Linked DNA regions of Gossypium hirsutum: region 1 is linked to region 2. Evidence: chromatin contacts called from public Hi-C data. All regions are on one chromosome and are shown on one strand. Each heading gives the region's core, a stretch centred on a gene start, on an enhancer-like site or on the middle of the called end of the contact. The rest is flanking DNA. Distances are from core to core; before and after follow the strand shown. Region 1 holds the start of LOC121230787 (protein ENDOPLASMIC RETICULUM-ARRESTED PEN3). Region 2 holds the start of LOC107955347 (metacaspase-9).

What was found. Hi-C and Micro-C count contacts between places; a contact is called where the count stands out from the background.
Region 1: a contact with region 2 is called in a Hi-C map of leaf, with 1.6 times the contacts expected there. The contact joins the promoter of LOC121230787 here to the promoter of LOC107955347 in region 2. A contact is called at or near these places in 3 of 34 Hi-C or Micro-C datasets (callus, hypocotyl and leaf).

What each region holds. Positions count from the first base shown.
Region 1 is chrA06:123,749,997-123,754,540 of Gossypium_hirsutum_v2.1, forward strand. LOC121230787 (protein ENDOPLASMIC RETICULUM-ARRESTED PEN3) reads right to left here and starts at 2,855. Exons shown (of 1, transcript XM_041116181.1): 1 at 630-2,855. The coding sequence starts at 2,184. The coding sequence ends at 757. It overlaps LOC107955341 (protein ELC), which reads right to left. Exons shown (of 2, transcript XM_016891091.2): 1 at 4,522-4,544; 2 at 3,993-4,278. LOC107955342 (nascent polypeptide-associated complex subunit alpha-like protein 1) reads left to right here. Exons shown (of 4, transcript XM_016891092.2): 4 at 1-555. The coding sequence ends at 333.
Region 2 is chrA06:123,487,695-123,492,361 of Gossypium_hirsutum_v2.1, forward strand. It overlaps LOC107955347 (metacaspase-9), which reads right to left and starts at 3,066. Exons shown (of 3, transcript XM_016891098.2): 1 at 2,765-3,066; 2 at 1,441-2,458; 3 at 549-1,359. The coding sequence starts at 1,789. The coding sequence ends at 761.

The DNA.
Region 1 (4,544 bases), core at 1,605-4,104, 260 kb after region 2:
ATCTTATTTGTCATCTCAAAACCAGACGTGTTCAAGAGCCCAGCATCAGATACTTATGTAATATTTGGAGAGGCTAAGATTGAGGACTTAAGCTCACAACTGCAGAGTCAAGCTGCAGAGCAATTCAAGGCTCCTGATCTAAGCCATGTGATATCGAAACCGGAGTCATCAACAGCAGTCCAGGACGATGAAGAAGTGGATGACACAGGGGTGGAGCCCAAGGACATTGAATTAGTTATGACACAAGCAGGAGTGTCCAGGTCAAAGGCTGTCAAGGCACTCAAGGCTGCTGATGGTGACATTGTTAGTGCTATAATGGAGCTTACTACCTAATAACGGTGTTGATTTAGCAATTGTTTTGGTTGCTGAAAGTCGTGTGCTTCATTTCAGATATTCCTACTGTTTTTTTGAGAATGTTATTGTGTCGTTTTTCTTCTTGTCGGTTGTTGTATTAGTAAAAAAAACCATTTGTGAGGACGTTTCTGTTATAAAAATGGTCTCGGTTAAGAATTCTTGGTTGAGGGAGAGAATCCCGTTACCAAGAAATTTCACAAATTTTCTTAGCTGTATCGACTGAGTTCCTTAACAATTTTCCTCATGGCACAAATTGAAAGAGAATTTCTTGAAAATGTCGAAAGGCAATACCTTTTATTACAAGAGAAATAACCAATAACAGTACAAACTAAAGAAAGAGTAAAAAGCTTCTCTTCAGAGATGCCAAGAAGAATGTCCTATTTCCAAGGATCAAATTGTGATTTAAGAGGAAACAGAAATGATAGCAGAATGATTAGAACTCTCCCAGACCTCAATCCCTTCCACATTTTCTCTGCTAACAAACAATCTCTCCCCACCTCCTTCAATTCTCTTTATCAACCCTCTCTCTCCCATCTCCACTTTATCCACATAATTCCTCTTCAAACTCATCTCATCTCTTCCATTTTCACTATCCCCTCTTTGCTCACTCCAACCACCTCTCTCATTCAATCTCGACCAAACCTCCAATCCTCCATCTTTCCCCACGAATACCTGCCTTTTATAGCAATGCAAATGAACCTCATTCCCACCATAGCTAGCTTCTCTCATGCTAGGATTTGTATCTTCCATATATACCCAAGGATCATCCCCTAATTTACGAATATCTGCCATTGCCAAATCCCCAGATTTTGAACATATCTTGAAGAGTATCGAATCGTCAATGTCGACACCGACGTCGGCGAATGAGTCTCCGAACCTACTGCTCCGCCCTGAACCTGGCTCGTTCGTTTCCCATACCACTTCCTTATTTCTCGGGTCCCATATCCTAATATAACCTGAATAACCAAATGCCCCACATGTGACAGCACTTCCGATAACCAAACCAGTTTCCGGTAGCCACGTCAGTTTTCCGGGGAATGTGTTCTTGGCGGCGCTTCCTGATTGGCGAGTCAGCTCTGATGAGACCTGAAGCGTTGATTTGTCGATAACGAGGACGCTGTTTTCTCTATGGGGACAATCGAATGATACGAAGACCGAGTCGGGTGAGTTAGCGATGGCGCAGACTCGGGCTTTGTATATCCGTGGATCGTCCTGGTCGGTCCAGTGAACTGAACCGGTATAGTGACCGCTGGAGAGGTCGTAGATATGGAGACCCGATGAGGATTCGGATCCGACAGCGGCTATTTCTGGCCATACCCGGCAAATCGAGGTGATATCATCGAGATGCGTACGGACGGCGGTGGAGTATGATAAGTAGGAATCGTATATTGAAATTTGACCACCGTGAGCGATCCAAAGTGAACCATCTTCTCCGGCGGAGAAAGTGGAAGGAACAGCGTCTGAGGCAGGGCGGATGGTATCGACGATGGCGGCGTCTATGCCATGAAGCGGCGAGGGCAAAGAGGCAGAGCGGAGACGGGACTCCACGCCGTAATAAAGAGCCTCTTCGGCGAGTTCCTGGATAGAGAAGCGGCGGAGGGCGGCGGAAGGGAGGCGGTTAGAACGGAGGAGGGAGAGAAGGACGGAAAAGATTTCAGGATCCCGGTCGATGAAGATAGGGTTATAGGCAGCGCGGTTGGAAAGGGCAGCTAGGAGGGAATCAGGACCGGCGGACTGGAGGGTGGAGAGGGTAGTTTCAAAAAACTTGCCCCCGACGTTGAGCTTTATGCGGCGGCAAGGCGCGATTGGATTGGAAATTTGGGCAGCCATTGAAGCTCATATAATTCAATGATTAAAGCTTTGAGATCCCCTTTAAGAGACCACAGCTTTGTCTTTAAGCTTTAAAGTCGATGCTTTGGGTTAAATATAAAATATGAAAAAGTAGGGAAACCTCCCCGAAATCATCGACTTCAACACTGTTACATTTCTCTCAAACATTTCATCGAACAGTTTATAAGCAAATGTTTAACGTTACTTCCACCACACCGCTCGGCATGATAGAAGGATTAAAGCTTTTCATTTAACTTAAATAGTATGCTTCATGATTCGATTTGGAAGCTTACCGTGAAACGATTAACGTTGATTTATGTTATTGTAGTTTGCAATCTCATAGTAACATATATCGCAATTCGTACCACTCAAAGAGCTTAACATACATTCCACCAGCTCACAAAATTACAGAGCTTCACTTTTTTTTTTCACCACACATGTAGTGTGAAAATCCCATCCGCCATTTAAGTAGCTCATCTAAGCTTCCCCACAGCTTTCAATGACACACGGAGGCCATTTGGGAGAGTGTATGTGATCAATGATCCCTCGACAAGACATCTCAAATAAGGCTGACCGAGAAAACCCTCATATAGATTTCGTTCAAATACTACTTAAATGTATTAGGGTCGATTTGATTTTCAGTTCACAAGTTGAAACCTCGTAAGCATACATGATTGGTACGATACAAGGGATATGGGTTTCGACGGTGCAACAGAAGCTATAACATTCTTAAATGCAGTTAGAGAACACCCTTAAATGCAAGCTTTATAATTCAAAATTAATAGACTTGGCAACATCACCCAGCAATGAAACATAATCAACTATTCTTCGAGGAAGTGTCATATTTCCATATCTATGCCTGAATATGCATTGGAGACATGAGTGTTCAAACACAAGAAAAAAAAAGAATCGGAAATAAAAAATCTCGGTGACGAGAACAAACAACTTCAGACCTGGATAATCAACCTCCGGTATAAATGAAAAGTAACCAAACCATATCATCACCAAATAAGTAAAGCAATCATTTTCCATATGTATGATTGTAATTAGAGGAACACCAATGACAAGGGAAAAAAAAAATGCTCATGGCTGAGAAAAGCATATGGAGCTCCTAATAGTTTCAGATTCCAAACAAAATGATGACCAACTACCCTGGCCATGATTTACCACATAAGTTGATCTATGAATAACATCATATTGCTAAAAAATATATAGCACATGTTAATGTATCTCAACCATTAGAGTAAAAATTCTCCCATACTTGATACCAACCAGTATAAAGGAATAATAAACAACCACAACATGGATCCATCAAAACAACACACTGGATTCATCTCAATTATGGCAGCCAAAACTCCTAAATAATTTCTCCAACAAGTAGGGTAAGAAGCAGATTTGCAAGTTCTATTCAAAATTTAAACATAGCAAGAGAACAGTAATGTCACATGTGAAGTTCCAAGATAAAAGCCAATATAAGAAAATATTTTCGCTCGGTTTAGTACATTATTTCTCGACTACCATGACAAAAAATTTAACATTTGCAGAAGAGAAAAAAAGCTGATTGTAATATATTTTTTATATCTCACTTTCTATAGAAGTGTTGCCAAATTTATAATATATATATTAAGGAACAAGATGACAAGCAAGCTAGAGACAAGATATTACACCAGAGAATTAATATGGAAACTACTACTTGATAACCCTGAAGTGATTCTTCAAGTACAAGAGATCAATTAAAAAAGGGGAAAAGAAAAAACCTTAAAGCAAGAGACCTTGAAGTTAAGGTTTTAAAAATGATGCCTAGGAAATGAAATTAATGATTATCTCATAAATCTCACAAAAATGGGGGTGAATAAGTGGTTGAAAGTTTAGCCATAAAACTAATACATCATGAAACTTATAGTTCGTAGAATATGTCAGTCAGCCGAGACAAAAGTAAACAACCAGTGACAATTAAATAAGGGATCCATCCATTTACATGACAATCAGGTCAAGGGATGAGGAGAAAAAAACAGATAAAACCTATTGTAGTCATTATTAGACCCGTACGAAGTTAATCCTTTGCTCGTTAGGCCTTTGAAATAAAGGTGCAACCTGAACATTACATGTAAACAACTCTATTTCAGTTTTCCACACAAATGGAACCAGAGTTAAAGCTAAAGAACCCGAATTCATTATAAAAAGAGAAAGCCCAAAACTGAGTGTCAACATATCAATTACATGAGCACATTATTCACATTATAATACCATTTCATCCCGAACGAATAATACATACCGATATGTAAATGAGCAATGCAGCTATATCATGATAATATCAAATCTTAACTAGAAGCTAACCTCGAATAGCTTGATCCTTTATA
Region 2 (4,667 bases), core at 1,816-4,315:
TTTTTCTTTGAATGAATTTTCAAAAATATATGATTTTAAATTTATGTGTTCTAACATGGAATTAGTTATATTGTAAAAAGATTTTAATTTTTTCACTTGATTCGATCGAATGCTTACCCCTACTGATGGAAGTTCATTCGCATATATCTTTTGTCTCTGACCGAAAAGGATCTCTTCCAAATTGAAGATCTTGGATTGGAGCATGTCATATTTACCACAAGTCATTTATGATAGAATCAGGCCCGTTTAACCTTGAAATCACTCTCTTAATGCATGTTATTTGGAATGTTATTGATGTAGGGTGAGTTTGGTTAGGCGATGCGTTTACCTGCGGTCAGTATAAAAATAGTAGTGGTGATAAGATAAGATACTGTACCGTGAGATATAAGCTAAACGCACCGTACTGCACTATATGTCTATCCAAACTCACCTCCGAAGATGGTTGAACACCTTGAGTTTTCCAATCCATTTTTCTAATGTCCGGCCACCTAAGTTATAACAATCCGGAACCTCCCTTAACCTAACTTATAAAATTATAAAACTCTAAATAAGACAATAAAAGTTTTTATTTCTTTATTTATACACTAGAATTTCACACATAACAAAGGCACGCTATATAAGGAGATGCATAGGAAAACCGCGGTAGGTTGATATAAGTCAACAGACTGTCAAATTTATTCTAGTAGTAGTGCAAAACATAAGCACATTATTTATTATTAATGACACTGACAGCCTGAGCACCAGCATTTTGATCAGAAATTTAAGCAAAGCCACCCAAGAAAGGTGTGCTTGTATTCTCATCACTGCAATAAAGGCAAGGGTTCTGCTTGAATCCATTCTCCTTCAAAATGATGGCAGCGTCAGCCACAAGTTGTCTGTTGCTTATTCCAGCACCCATGTGCTGATTGAGTACGTTAAACATTGCATCAGTGAACGCCCCAAAGGCTTTATTCCCCAAAACCAGGTCATATGATGTCTCATTGGCTTCACACACACTTAATAAAATCCCATCATCCTCCTCCGGTGGATCCAACACCATTAACCCATCTACGTAGTGAGGATGGAATTTGAGACTCACATCTTTCCCGAAGATTCCGTAAATCTTTTGGCCAAGATCTACTGCGCCGTGTAGGATGCTTGCTGCTATATTTATCGCACCATGTATGTCATCAAAAGGAACACCCTTAGCCTTAACCTTAGACGGTTTAGGCTTGTTGGGATTTACTGGTGTCGTCATATGCTCACCACCAAATTGTTCTTTCTCTTTTTCAATGAGACCACCACTGTGGCACGAATCTGATAGGATTGTGAAGCTTGCTCCTTCTGGTAGCCGGTTAACAAAACGCCTGAAGTCCACATCTGCAGAAACCATGTATATATATATAGGATATGAATATGTATATCGCTAAAATAAATATATAAATTCAAACAAAAACCTACCAGTGATAAGATTTAAATCACAGGCCACGATTGCTTCATCTTGCTTGAAAGGCTGGCCAGGTTGAAAGATTGGAATGCGTGTTCCATGTCCACTGAAGTAGAAAAATAGGACATCTCCTGCTTTAGAATTGCGCGCCATTCTATTAAGTGCATCCCTAATGTTTGCACCAGTAGGCAGAACCGACGACCCTGGCGCATCGGTGAGGACATTAATATCGCTTTCGTGGAACCCAAATTTCAGGATCGCGGCTTTTATGGTATTCACATCATTGATGCATCCATGCAAGCCGAATTGGGTCTTGGGGTAGTTGCATCCCACCAGAACTGCTCTCTTCTTACCCTTACCCATCTTGCTTTGCTAATTTTACTATTTTGTGTTGCTTGTACCCTTGTATGAATGTGCTCCTACTGTCTCACTAAGAACCTATATATATACACACTAATTTCATAAAATAAAAATAATCTTACATTTTATAAAATGTGATTGACTTTGAATGTTTGGCTTTCTCCGTCCATTGTAATGCACATCAAACAAAAATGCAAATTGATACACCTATTTTCCACTTTAAATTTGGCCCGAATCCGATAGATTATATTGACCATCAAAATAATTTAGTAGAATTATCACAGTTTAAAAATAATTTGTTTAAAATATTTGCTTTAATTTTGGGAGCTGATTGATCTTTAATAATTGTTTTGTAAAAATTGGATTCTTGATTTATATATATATGTAACAGGCCCATTTTTCCCGGCCCGTTTAAAAACCAAAACCAAAAAAAGAGGCAGCCCATTTACAAGGCCCAAAGCCTAAACAACCCAACTAAACCCCTAACCCAATCGGCCCAATAGGCCCAGTGTCCAAACTAAGCCTCAGCTAGCCGAAACCCTAGCTAGCCTAAGCGTCGCGCCTCTCCTTCTGCTGCCCACGTGCTTCAGCAGCGCATTCGACTCCCGAGGGCCGGCTCTGCCCATCTTTTGCACCAAAATGGAAGTCTCCACCCCGTTGACCTTTGTGCGTCTGCAAAAGGAAGCAAAAAAAAGAAACAAAACAAGACCACAAAGCAGAGAGCAGAAACGAGGCAGGAAAGGAAGCAAAATAGACAATAGCATAGATGAAATCATTTGTATTTTTCGGCTATAAAGCCCAAACAGAAACCAAATTGTTTTTACACACAGACGATTAAGCAATCAAAAAAAGAACAAACTAAAAAGGTTGAGTCTCGTTCTCTCATTTTTTATTTTCTCGTTTCTTTATTTTTATTTTCTGTTCTTCAATCATTTTTTAAAAAAAAAATATAAAAGAAAAGAGAAAAGAGGGACTTACCCGAGAACCCCGGAGTCGAGTTTTCGGAGTTCCGATTCCGTCTTTGAAATCGATTTTCGGAGGGGGAAAGCGGAGGTCTCTCCTTTCGTGTTATTGGGCCAAGAAAATACGGCCTTCGGGCGCTCCAAAACTGGGGTCGAAACTCCCTTTCGCACGACCACCACCTACGGTGGCTTCACGGCGGTGACGATGATGGGTGTTGAAACCCTAGCCGAAATGAGAAAACGGAGGAGGGAGAGAGAGTTTAAGGGTCTGTTCCAGTTATTTATTTATTTATTTATTTTGAAGGCTAAAATGAATTCTGTAACAAAAATAGGGCCTTATATACACTGACAAAACGGCAGCGTTTTGAGTGTGGGGGACTAAGTGCCGAAACGGCACCGTTTTGGTGCACTCGCGCGCGACCTGACCCGCTCCAGGGGGTCCGCGCGTTTCCTTCAAATGGGAAATTTCCCACTTTGGCCCCTCCTCATTTTCTGACCTTTGATTTAGTCATGATTTGCTTTTTTACTCTTCAAATATCGACCGATTATTTTACGTAATTTCTAATTTGATCCCTGGACTGAACAAATTGAAATGCAGCACGTTAGACTTGGGATATTACCCCATTTGGTCCTCGCAAGTCTAAGCGTTTCGATTTAGTCCTTGTTGGCCTTTGTATTCCAAATTTATACCTTGGGTTCTGATTCACTTTCAATTATGTCCTAAATTTATTCAATTCATTCTATCTTAATTTGTTTTAATACACTGTTTACTCGTATCATTATTGTTCATCGTAATTCACTTTAATATATTATTTATTCAAATTGTTATTATTTATCTCAACTTACCCTAAGTATGTATTATTTATTTTATAACCCTTACCCATTATATGTGTATAAACCATTTATTTCAAGTTTTCACATGTTTGCTATTCTTTCAAAACTGTTTTTTTTTTGTTATATATTCAACTCAAATTATTTTATATGGTTTATTCCTTAGTTATTATATATTATGTATTTCTAATAATTCTTTATATATTATATCTGAATCGTTATTATAAAATATATTTATATTAAACTTCTTATTTATTATTTTAAATTAGCTTATATATATTATTCATTTTAAAGTTATGTTTATACCTTATTTTAAATTCGTTCCATATTATTTATCTTACACTTTTATTTATATACATATCATCTATTTTAAAGTTATTCATACAAATCTTTTGTAATTTGCTTTATATAGATTTCAAAATTCCCTCACATCATTCATTTTATAAACTCGCTTTATGCGTCATTCATTTTAAATTATTTATTATTTATTGTAAAATTTCATGCATTATTTATATTAAACCATCTAATATATATATTTTAAATTTTATATGTTATTTTATTATGCTATTTTATATATAGACGATTTCAAATTCTTTCATTGTTTATCGCAAACCTTTTATAATTATTTACCTTAAGATTTCATATATTTCTTATATATTATATATTTTAAAAATTATTGTTACATATTATTCATTTCAAATTCCTTCCATATATGATTTATCTTTATGTATATTATCTATCTTGGTTTGAATTATTTAGTATGTTGTTTACTTTAAAATTTCTTATATATATATTATCTTTTTATTTTATTTTATTTCTCCTTTACGTATTATTATTTTGAGCCTCTTAATACTTATTTTAAATTTCTATATATGTATTATTTTAAACTTGTCTTATTCTTATTCAAATTTGTCTTATACAACTTATTTTAAACTCTCTTATTTGTATTAAATTGTCCTATTATTGTTCATTTGCGTTTTTTATATAGTATTTTTTTAATATATATATATATATCCTCTATTTTAAATTATTGTACGCATTGTCAATTTTAAATCTCCTTTTTCACATTATCTTAATCTCATTTTAAA